2 separate regions of the Arachis hypogaea genome follow, and region 2 is linked to region 1. Evidence: chromatin contacts called from public Hi-C data. All regions are on one chromosome and are shown on one strand. Each heading gives the region's core, a stretch centred on a gene start, on an enhancer-like site or on the middle of the called end of the contact. The rest is flanking DNA. Distances are from core to core; before and after follow the strand shown.

Region 1 (5,536 bases), core at 2,853-5,352:
GAGCTGTCCACGCCAATTTCCTCAATCTCGGAAACTATTAAGCTTGCAGTGGATTCTAAGGTTCTGGTACTTATAACAGCCATCCTCCCATCGAGCGAAGAGCTTTCAGAACTTGAGTACTGTGGTTCTTCTGCTTCCCTCTGTATAAACTCTGCTATACTCTGTATTAGATGGTTCTCGAAGTCTCCATCGTCCCTTTGAATGTCCTTGTACCCATATCTGACAATGCACCTGTACATTCGATAAGGTCTCGGACAAACTCGACCAATAAGGAATCTTTCTTCTGGGGAGACATATGGAACAGGGACTGATTTCACACAGACAAAAACTAACACCTTGTGAAAGGCAGGAAGATTTGTTACAAAATGGGAAAATATTGAAGGAATTCCAGTTGCTAGTTCTGAGTAGATGAGACCTATTCCTGGGACTCGAACAATGCCAAGGCTTGGGCCCAAACCCAGTAACCACTTCAATGAAACTTTGTTGTGCAGATCATAGCTGTACTTCCTTCGAGTACCATAATGCCATACATACATAACAACCATGAAGATGCAGGATAAGACAAGAGGAACCCATCCTCCCTGAGGCACTTTCATGAATGCTGCTGATAGATAGGTGCCCTCTATCACCCAAAAGAATAAAAGGAATGCTATAGCAATCACAACACTTTTTTGCCAGACAAAGATTGCGACCAGAGTCATCAGAAAGGTCGTCACAAACATTACAGTCATACATGCGAGTCCTGTAAATCAATGCCATGAATTAAATTCAAAACGAAAAAAACCAACATTCAAACTGTAATTTGTAACAACATTGTTAGCAGAAACTCCCGAATTCAAGGTAGCAGAGCAGGAATTGTAACACATCAAACTAGAAAACAGAAAAAAAATAAATAAATAAATAAAGGGCTGGGATATTAACCATACTATCATTATTTTCACATCCACAAGCCAGTAATTATTGTATTCTTGCTCTCCATAACAACTATTAGGACTTTGACTAATTGAACTATCAATCCGAACATATAATCAGAGGAAAACAATGATCTGAAGCAAATGAACAGAAATTTACCATACTCACAAGGAAAAAGATCCTCTAAGATGAGGATTTTGGTAAAGTGAAAAAGTGACAAATGTCTTTGTGGGTGTGTGTGTGTGGTTCCGGGGGGGCGGGGGGTATGCTTTTTTGAGCAGGGAACCTTATATTACCGTAAGCATTTCCAATTATAGTTGTGTCTTGAAATCCAATGGTTATTGCAAGAGTCAGGATCATGAGTATCCAGTTTATCTCTGGGATGTAGATTTGCCCATATATATGTTTTGAAGTGTGGACAACTTTAACTCGTGGAAAGCAGCCAAGTGCATGACACTGCTTGATGATAGAGAAAGTTGCGGTTATAACAGCTTGACTCCCAACAATAGCAGCAAGGGTGGCAACAACAAAAACAGGCCAAAATACAGGTTCTGCAGGAGAAGCAAAAAAATTAGCAATTGCACTAAATTACTGAATCTCAAAGCAGTATTAACGAATGAGAGTAACGAATGGACCAACCAGGTATTGAATCATAAAAACTGTTATGAATAGATTGAAGGTTCTTAGACAAGAAAGCAGCTTGGCCCATATACTGTACCACCAAACAAGGGTATATAACAAACGCAAATGCAATCTGCAAAAGGGAGGAAAATATTAAGGAATCTCTTGACAATTGAGCATGTACTACTTATTGTTGCTTTCCCAGAAAATAGTAGTAATTTGTAAAACTAAGATCAATTTGATTATGTTGATTTCATAGAGAAAATGGTGGATAAGAGGGCAAGAGAAAAAGAAGAGAAAAAAAAAAGGAGAAAGAAAACACTCAACTATAAGTACTACTTATTTCTAATAATACTTTAAGCCATGTACCAGCATAGTGCAACTGGTACAATCTCAGCCCAACAAGACTAGTGACATGATTGGACAGCTAAAGTAATAAGAATCATAAAATCATAATTCATAACAGATGCAAGAAATTCAGCATCAAGTTTTTCTCACCCTTATCGATGTAGCAGTGAAATGACCAAGATCTGCAAACATAGCTTCAGTTCCTGGTGAGGTAAAAAAAACTCAAATAGTTAGTAAGTTAGTATAGTATAGCATCTGAGTTTCTTAAAATCTCAGGTTTTACAGTTCTAGTAACTCAAATTTTTGACTAAATTTATACAATTGTAAATAGAACAAGGAACATCAATACATCATGCATAACATCCCTACAAACTATAGAGCATATCCTATGATATAACTGTTAAAAAGGATCAGAACTAACATACCAGTGATACAGAGAAGTATCCCTCCAAGAGAAATCCAACCTTCTTTACCAGTCTTGATAAAGAACTTGATGAGATAGTATGGGGATAATGCACGAACAATTCTAGGATTCCAAAAAATTGTGTTATACAGCCCAATAGAAAATATCGATAATAGCCAGATGATTACAACTGGTGCAAACACGAATGCCACTTTGTGTGTGCCAATGTGTTGAAGAGCAAACAGCCCAACCAATATGACACAGGCAAGCAGGACAAGCTCACCATCAGTTAATTTTCTTTCCGTAACTTGTAACCCTGATACAGATGCTAGAACTGCATGGTAAAGATCAGGCTAATTGTTAGTTTCTTATTAGAAGCAAGCCTTCAGGTAAAAAAACCAATCGAGTTCTGTTATATTATTATTATATTGGAAGCAGTTCACAACAAAATAAGATGCTACAAAGCTCCAGGCATCCCAAATTTTAATTATGAATCACTTACCTGAAATTGCTGGGGTGAGAACACCATCGCCAATGACCATGCAAGCACCAAACAACACCACAATAAGCAGTGCCGTTCTTAACCTTTTATGCTTCTCCAGAAACCTCTTCAGTGGAGAAGAGGTTATGGCCTGTTGCGAGGGACCATATTTGTAGGATGATAACTCCTCATCAGCTGCTTGTTGATTGGGGAGCAAATTAAACTTGGCGTGCCTGCAGAGCAGCGAATAAAGAGCAAACGTTCCACCTGAAGACAGCAGTATTGCACCATATGATCATAATAAAATCATAGAGCTATAACTTATAACCAACCTTACAAGAAAATAATCCTAATAAAGGCCGCCATTCAAATACCTTCGCCACTATCATCAGCACTCAATAGGATGAACACATACTTAATCAACGGTATTAGTGTCAGTGTCCAGAAAATCAAAGAAAAAGCTCCAAATATAGTTTCTTCATCGCGGTGATCCTGCAATTTGCCTCGAAATGTGCTTGTGAAAACATAGAGTGGTGAAGTGCTCAGATCTCCATACACCACACCAAAGCTTTGATATGCTAATAATAGATTCCTAGAGAGATTCACCCATGATAACTGAAAGGTCCCAAAACAGACAAAACAAATTATCGATTATCCATCCTTCAATCAAGTTCAAACAACCAAAACACTGGAAAATGAATCAGTGAAGTGAAAACCACATCATCACAAAAGAATGAAATTCAGTACAATGGCATAAATCAAACAAAAGCAAACAAATAATAATCAAAGGAACTCGAAAAAACACTTAAAATCAGCATAATTGAATATCTCATTCTCAACAGTTGTTCAAGATAATTTGAATACTTAACAGTGGCGAATCCAAGCAGATACCAAAGACACACACCTCCATGCGTTGACAAGAAACACGAACTCACATGAAGAATGAAAAATATGCTTAAACTTATTAAATTAAATAAATAAAAACAAAAAACAAGGAGAGTGCGGAGCAAAGTCAGTTACAAAAAGTTCCAGAAAGAAGAATGAGGCAAAACAAGTAGAATTCAGAATTGGTTCAGAGTAGTGAAAAAAAAATGAACTTCATTTCACTTGAATTTCGGAATAAATCTAAAGCACTGCGTTAGCGTGTTGAGGAAGAAGCCTAACCAGCGAAGGGTTCCGAGAAGTAGAAGCTCCAGATTCCGGTTCCATCACAGAGAGAGAGAGAGAGAGAGAGAGAGAGAGAAGATGATAGTAGACTACTGTAAGCAGCGAAAGAAAGAGAGCGAAACCAAACAAAACTGAACACGATACAACTCTCTTGTTATATTATATTATATTATTTTTTAATATATATATATTATTTTAATATATTAATATTATAAAATATTTTATGTCATCGTACATTTTTTTAATAATTATTTATGCATTATTTTTAGCTGTTTTGTATATGGCGGTGTTTTAAAATTAAATATATAAAAATATTTGATAATTAAAAAATTTAATCAAAAAATAATATAATTAACAAATATTAAATAAAATAAAATTTATTTTTTTTGTCAACCTAATATTATCATTATATATATATATATATATATATATATATATATATATATATAATGTTATCATCGTATAATCATACATTAATATGAGTCACGAGTTAGCTCAGTGATTCCAAAGAAAGATCAATAATTCAATTTAGTTAAATATTAAATGTTAGTATTAAACCATAAAATAATAATAAATTATATGGTTTATAAGATTACTAATAAATGAGGGAAAATAAATAATGATCAAATGGAATAGAGCCACAGAACGAGCAAGAAGCAATCTGAAAATTGAAAGCTGATTTGGAAATTTGCGTGTAGCGATCCGTATCCAGCGCACCAGGATGAGTACTGGTGCATGCAGCTACAGGAGAGCAGTGAGCCAGTGATTCTGTGAACCGCGCGTTAATACCACGCGATGTTTGTATGCGTGTGGTTCTGATGGTGATGTTCTATTGGATTGGAAGGTTGGTTCACTTGGTTGGGTAGTTGGCCTCCCACACTTCAAATGGCCAAATCAGTGTAGTGGATAGGTCATTTAAGTGTATGTGGTTTTTATGACCCAAAGAAAACACTATATTTTAAGACAATAAAATAAATAAATAACGGAGTTGCGGAAATGATTATATATTGCTAAATGTTAATTTACCATGTTTCGTTTTTTCTTTTATTGATCTAATTTCCATATTACTAGTGGTACAAAAATATTAAGTGTTGATGGTAAAAAAATAAAAAATAAATAGTGTTTATTTTTTTTTCCACTCTTTGTACTAACTTTTAGATGAGTCGATATTTTCTTTATATCTTTCTTTCCCTTTTTTTGGTTATCCACTCTTTTCTCTTATTCTATTACAAGAAATACATTTATTATCGTTAAATTTTCTATTGAAAAATCTGATATTCACATCAGAAAATAAATATTACTGTTGAAACATAAATTTAATGTTAATTTTTATCTTACATATTTCTTTAAAATGACGAGTTCATTACAGCAGAATTTAGCATCTAATTAATATGACGATAACAACTTAAAATCAAAAGTTAGCATTCCACTAAAAATTAAAAAGTAACAAAATTTGAAACCTCTTTCTCCTTCTTCCCAAACCATTCCTAACCTTTCTCTTTTTTTTTTTTCTTCATGAATCCCCAGGGCGGAGCCTCATACATTTTAAAGGGAGCAATGACCCCCCAATTTAAATTTTTTTATGTATATAATCTTTTAATTTT
Region 2 (5,073 bases), core at 1,079-3,578, 150 kb after region 1:
CATAAATAATAGGGACAGGATAAATAAGAACATAAACTCTAAACAGAATCACCAACCTCAATAGGTGGTTTGTCCTGCGGTACTGGCACACTCTGATCCTCAATAATTGCCACCTTTGGACCTCCTGACACTGCACCTGCCATGCTTCCATCTACTAAGGTTTCCTCCGTTGTGCCACCATTTTTATCAACTGGCGAGTTCTGCAAGGAGGAAGGCCGAGGACGCTTCCGTAGAGAGATTCCACGACGTGCAGGAGTTCTGCGCGATGGAGATGGCGCAATTTCATGTTTTTCTCGCTTCCCCATCCTAATGCCAATTGATTTGCCTCCATCACCATGCAAATTGGGCCTTGGAACCCTTCTCGAACTAAACTTGTGCTGCTTTCCATCTTGGTCCTTCAAACTTGATGACTGGCCCATTGTGAATTTTTCCTTACGTAGCACTTGTTGCCAGCCCTCTCCATCATCCATGCATGCCTCATTAACATGACCATCAGGCACGTGAGGAGCCAATGATTCCGTAACTACATCCTTCCCTTTAACAACTCCTAATTTCTCACCCAAATTACGAGGATTCTCACCCAAATCACGAGCTTCTGATTCAGCCTCTTGTTGAATCTCATGATTGTTGTGTGGCACTAATGTCGGGGCTTCATTATTTTTTCATCACCGAAGAAATTTTCGTTTCCTTCCAAGGACTCCTTCTCCATGCACAACAATTTATCATGCCCATACCGTGCACAAGTAGTACAAATCAACTGTAAACTCTCATACTCCACTTCATAAGTCACACCCTCCACTATAATATGTTTGATTACAGGCAACTCAAGATTAATTTGAACACAAGCTCGAGCATATTTTCCTCCTTCTGCAAGCTTAGTAGCCAAATCTACTTTCACCGGAATCCCTATTGCAGAAGCAATTCGCAGCATTGCTTGTTCCTGGTAGCACCAAATTGGAAGTCCCGAGACTCGAATCCATACCAGCGTTGATCCAAAGGATTTTTCGCATGGCCTAAAATCCACATCCCATGGCTTTACTGCAACATAGTGACCGTCTATTAACCACGGGCCACCAAGAATGACTTTCTCACGATCCGCAGCAATATCAAATTTAACCAAAAAATATCCAAACCCCACATCCAACAAATCAAACCCTCCTTTGATGCGCCATACTATCCGAAGCTTATGCATGAGAGCCGTGTAGCCATAATGCTTATCCAGCACCTTGATCACGATGGCTTCCTTATAAGGTTCAACTAGACAGCTCTTTGCCTCCTTGGTAAAACTGACATTTGGTGGACGAGAATCACCTTGCTTACCTGTCACCGTCGCGATACCATCCCCAGATAAAGACCCTACTAATGCAAAGGCCTTAGACTTTTCTGTACCAATAACTTTATCTCTAAAAGAGACTTTGGATGGCTTTTCTAACCCCTCTCGAGAAGAACCCTCCTTAACACCGGATACACACCCACCCACGTTCTCCCCCTTATCTCTTCCGATGGCATGGCCATCTTTCTCACCGTGTTTCACCCTCAACCGCTCACCCTCGCTCTCTCCTTCTCTCATTCTCCTTGAGTACGTTTTGGTCCTAAAAATAAAGAGTATATACCCAAACGTTTTGGTCCTAAAAATAATTATTATATTGAAGTTTTTAAATTTTATAAAAATAAGATATATAAATTCTTTCGTCACATTTTTTAGAATTTATTTGTTCAAGTGAAAACAATAAATATGATTACAGTATAGATTTATAGATATTATTTTTGTAAAATTTAAAGAGCTCAACATAATAAAAAAATTTTGGAAACGAAAACATTTGATATAAATTTTTTTAGAGACCTATTTGAATATATACTTGGTATATAATAAAAGACTATAATATGTGCACACTAAAATTAATTATTAAAATTAATCACTAATATAAAATAAATATTAAAATATAAATATATATTAAAAATAAATTAAACTATATATATATTTATACATAAATATATTAATAATTAATTTTAGTGTATGAATAATATTTTTAATATTTCTATTAATATATAGAACTCGTAAAACTTACCGTATGATTCGTATAATTTTCCCTCAATGAAATACAGAAAGTACAGAAAATCCACCATGTATAGATTAGAATCACAGGTCAAAAATGAAGGGAAAAAGAAAATAGATAGAACCATACACAGATAACAAGGGCACGAAGTAATAAATAATCACTAGAAGCCATCCTTTTTGAACTTTTAGACATGTCCCTCTCTGTGTGACGTAGTTCACAATCCAACGCAAGTGGCAAGTGGGGGAACCTCCACGCAATGAAAAATTTGGTGCGATTTTATAGGAAATATACCAATAATGTTTAGTGTTATTGTTGGGTTAACGTTTTATGCATTAACCATTAAGCATGGAATTGAGTTCTGTTTGGACAATTGGCTCCGGACATATGTATAATTTAATATGTTCTTGCATTGTTGATTGTTACTCCTCCTTCAAGTCATTGTATTGAGAAGCGACTATTCCTAAGACAGGTATTTATTCCTTTTGTCTTCAGTCTCAACTCTCAATAGACTGGACTACATTATTAATTAATAATCTCTATTATGTCTTCAAGATATTATATACCCTTTCTTTCTCCCTTTTTGTTTATCTATATACATTATAACTCTGTATTGGAACAAATACCTTTCATCATGATTTCTACAAATATATTAAAGGCCTTTCTCGCTCTCTTTAATTTCTCTCCGGAGCTATCTCTCTCTCGAGCTATTATGATCTTTTCCTTCTGCTGGACCAAATTAATTTTCTTCATCCCTTCTAAGAAAATTAACAGCTGATAATAAAAAGTTCTTAATTTTTTTCATTCAAAAATCCAAAACCTTACTTAATTTAGTTTTTAAAGTTAATTTTAATATGATTTCAGTTGTCACTGGTTACTTTATATATATAAATCCAACTAAGTTAAGTGTATGTTAAAATAAGTCATCAAAATCAATTATCAATATATATATTGAATTACAAAATATACATTAAAAATAAATTAAATTATACATATATTTATACATAAATATATAATAATTTATATTTGTATATATATAATATTTTTTGTATAAATAAGATATAATTAGATGTGGATAAGACTTTTAGGCTGCGTTTGTTTATGAGAATAGGATAGAACAAGACACTGAGAACAGAACAGGACAAGATACTGATGAACAGAGATACAAAATTTTATGTTTTTGTATTCTGTTTGGTGATAAACTATAACAAATTATAAAAATTCAATTTATTCTCATTTTTTTTTCATTTATAAAATTTGAGATGAAAAATATAATAATAAAAAATATAATTATAAAAAATTAACAAAAATAATGAAAGAAAAAATGAAAAATAAGTTGTGTCTCTTGTTAGTATCTTCGTGTCCTTTTCTGTACATTAATTCAGTATTTCTGGACACATTATCTCTGTTTATGTCTCCTCTATCAAACACAATTTTATGTCTTTATATCCCTATCTCTATAAACAAACACAGCTTTAGAGTTTCACATCGTCAAAGAATAAGATCACAATGCCCTTGAATTAAAATATATGGTTAATTAAGTTGAACTTACAAAAATAATTTTTGGCAATATCCTCTTGGTTAATGAGGTTCCACCCATGAGGCCATGAAACTGTTTTCTGTGGTGTTAGGTCTCCTAATCAAGGGATGTCTTTTCATTTTCAGATCTGATTTTAAGGGATCCGTGTTTGCTTAGCCATCGTCTTTGTCACGAGTTATAGACAAAAACATTTAATGTCAACAAGATAAACATTGCTTAACGAGAAAAAAACTAAAAGAGAGAGAGGAGGGGGAGGGGGAAAGAATAGTCTATATCATTGGATGATATTTGAAGAGTTTAGTTAGTTTAGTTAACATGTGCTATAAACATACATTATTAGTTAAAAAATTTAAATATTTTATTTTAATAAATATATAATAATTATATTAAAAATCAAATTTTGCATAATTTTTTTATAATAAATTTTTTAATAAGCTAGTGACTTTAACATGTGCTAAACCCGTAGTTAAAATTTAATTTAACCATAAGTCCATAAGACCATAACTGATATAAGAAACTGGTCAACTTGGAACCAAAGAGATACTGGTTTATTGGTTTGTATAACAAAATTGACTACGATGTCGTTGATTTTTGGTCCAATGTGCGCTAATTTGTTTACGTTACTAACTAGAGTAAAGAGTAAAGACCCATCTTACAATCTATTTAGTTGAGTAATTCGCTCATTTATTTGCTTAAATAAATATCAAAATCTCAAATCTTGCATTGTATGTGTAATAATTCATTAACTATTTGTTTGCTTAAATGATTTTTTTTTAAATAAAATAAATCTAAAGATCAAATTATATTCCTATTTTTATGTATGTACCTTCTAAATAATTATTCAAATATTTCACAAAAATTTAAATCAAATACAAATATAAAAGTCATTTGCCATTTATTTAAAAATATGATTTTTTTTGTTATGTTTTTAAATCATTTAGAATTTATTTATCTTTTACATCTTTTAAAATTATTTTTGCTAGCAGTATAAACTTTCTTATATCATTTTGACACTTTATTATTATTATTATTATTATTATTATTATTATTATTATTATTATTATTATTATTATTATTATTATTATTCAACATAAAATAAAGATAGCCTAAAGAATTATGAGTACATATTATCTCTTTTTAAAGAAAAAGCATAAGCTGGAACGGAGGATATTTAACATCTCATACCCAAGTAATTTAGTTACTTGGAGTTGGTCTTGGTTGTTTATTCACTATAAACCATCTTAGAGAAGGTTTTTGTTGAATAGAGTTTTTTCCTTCTTAATTTCTTTTTTTTCTAATAACTAATTATTTTGATCTTCAAGTGATATAAATTTTGATAATATAGCCATCCAAAGATGGTGATGACAAAAATATCCCCAAAAAATGTTTTGTCCGGAAAATAATCACAAGCGGTTAGTTACTTAACTCAACTTATTCAATCAGCTGTTAACTTTTTATGAAATTATTAATTTACCT

The links. A called contact is a pair of places that touch in the nucleus more often than the background predicts.
Region 2: a Hi-C map of an unstated tissue shows a contact between it and region 1, with 6 times the contacts expected there. The contact joins the enhancer-like site here to the promoter of LOC112754956 in region 1. A contact is called at or near these places in 4 of 8 Hi-C or Micro-C datasets (leaf and an unstated tissue).

Annotation. Positions count from the first base shown.
Region 1 is chr16:128,500,973-128,506,508 of arahy.Tifrunner.gnm2.J5K5, forward strand. It overlaps LOC112754956 (potassium transporter 4), which reads right to left and starts at 4,103. Exons shown (of 8, transcript XM_025802795.3): 1 at 3,930-4,103; 2 at 3,140-3,380; 3 at 2,787-3,032; 4 at 2,307-2,618; 5 at 2,032-2,084; 6 at 1,552-1,666; 7 at 1,209-1,463; 8 at 1-742. The coding sequence starts at 3,974.
Region 2 is chr16:128,650,548-128,655,620 of arahy.Tifrunner.gnm2.J5K5, forward strand. No RefSeq gene overlaps it. Among protein-coding and RNA genes, the nearest start is that of LOC112754960, 23 kb to the right of the region's middle. Within about 2 kb of position 2,329, at least 1 of the 3 cell types and tissues checked has open chromatin away from gene starts, as enhancers often do.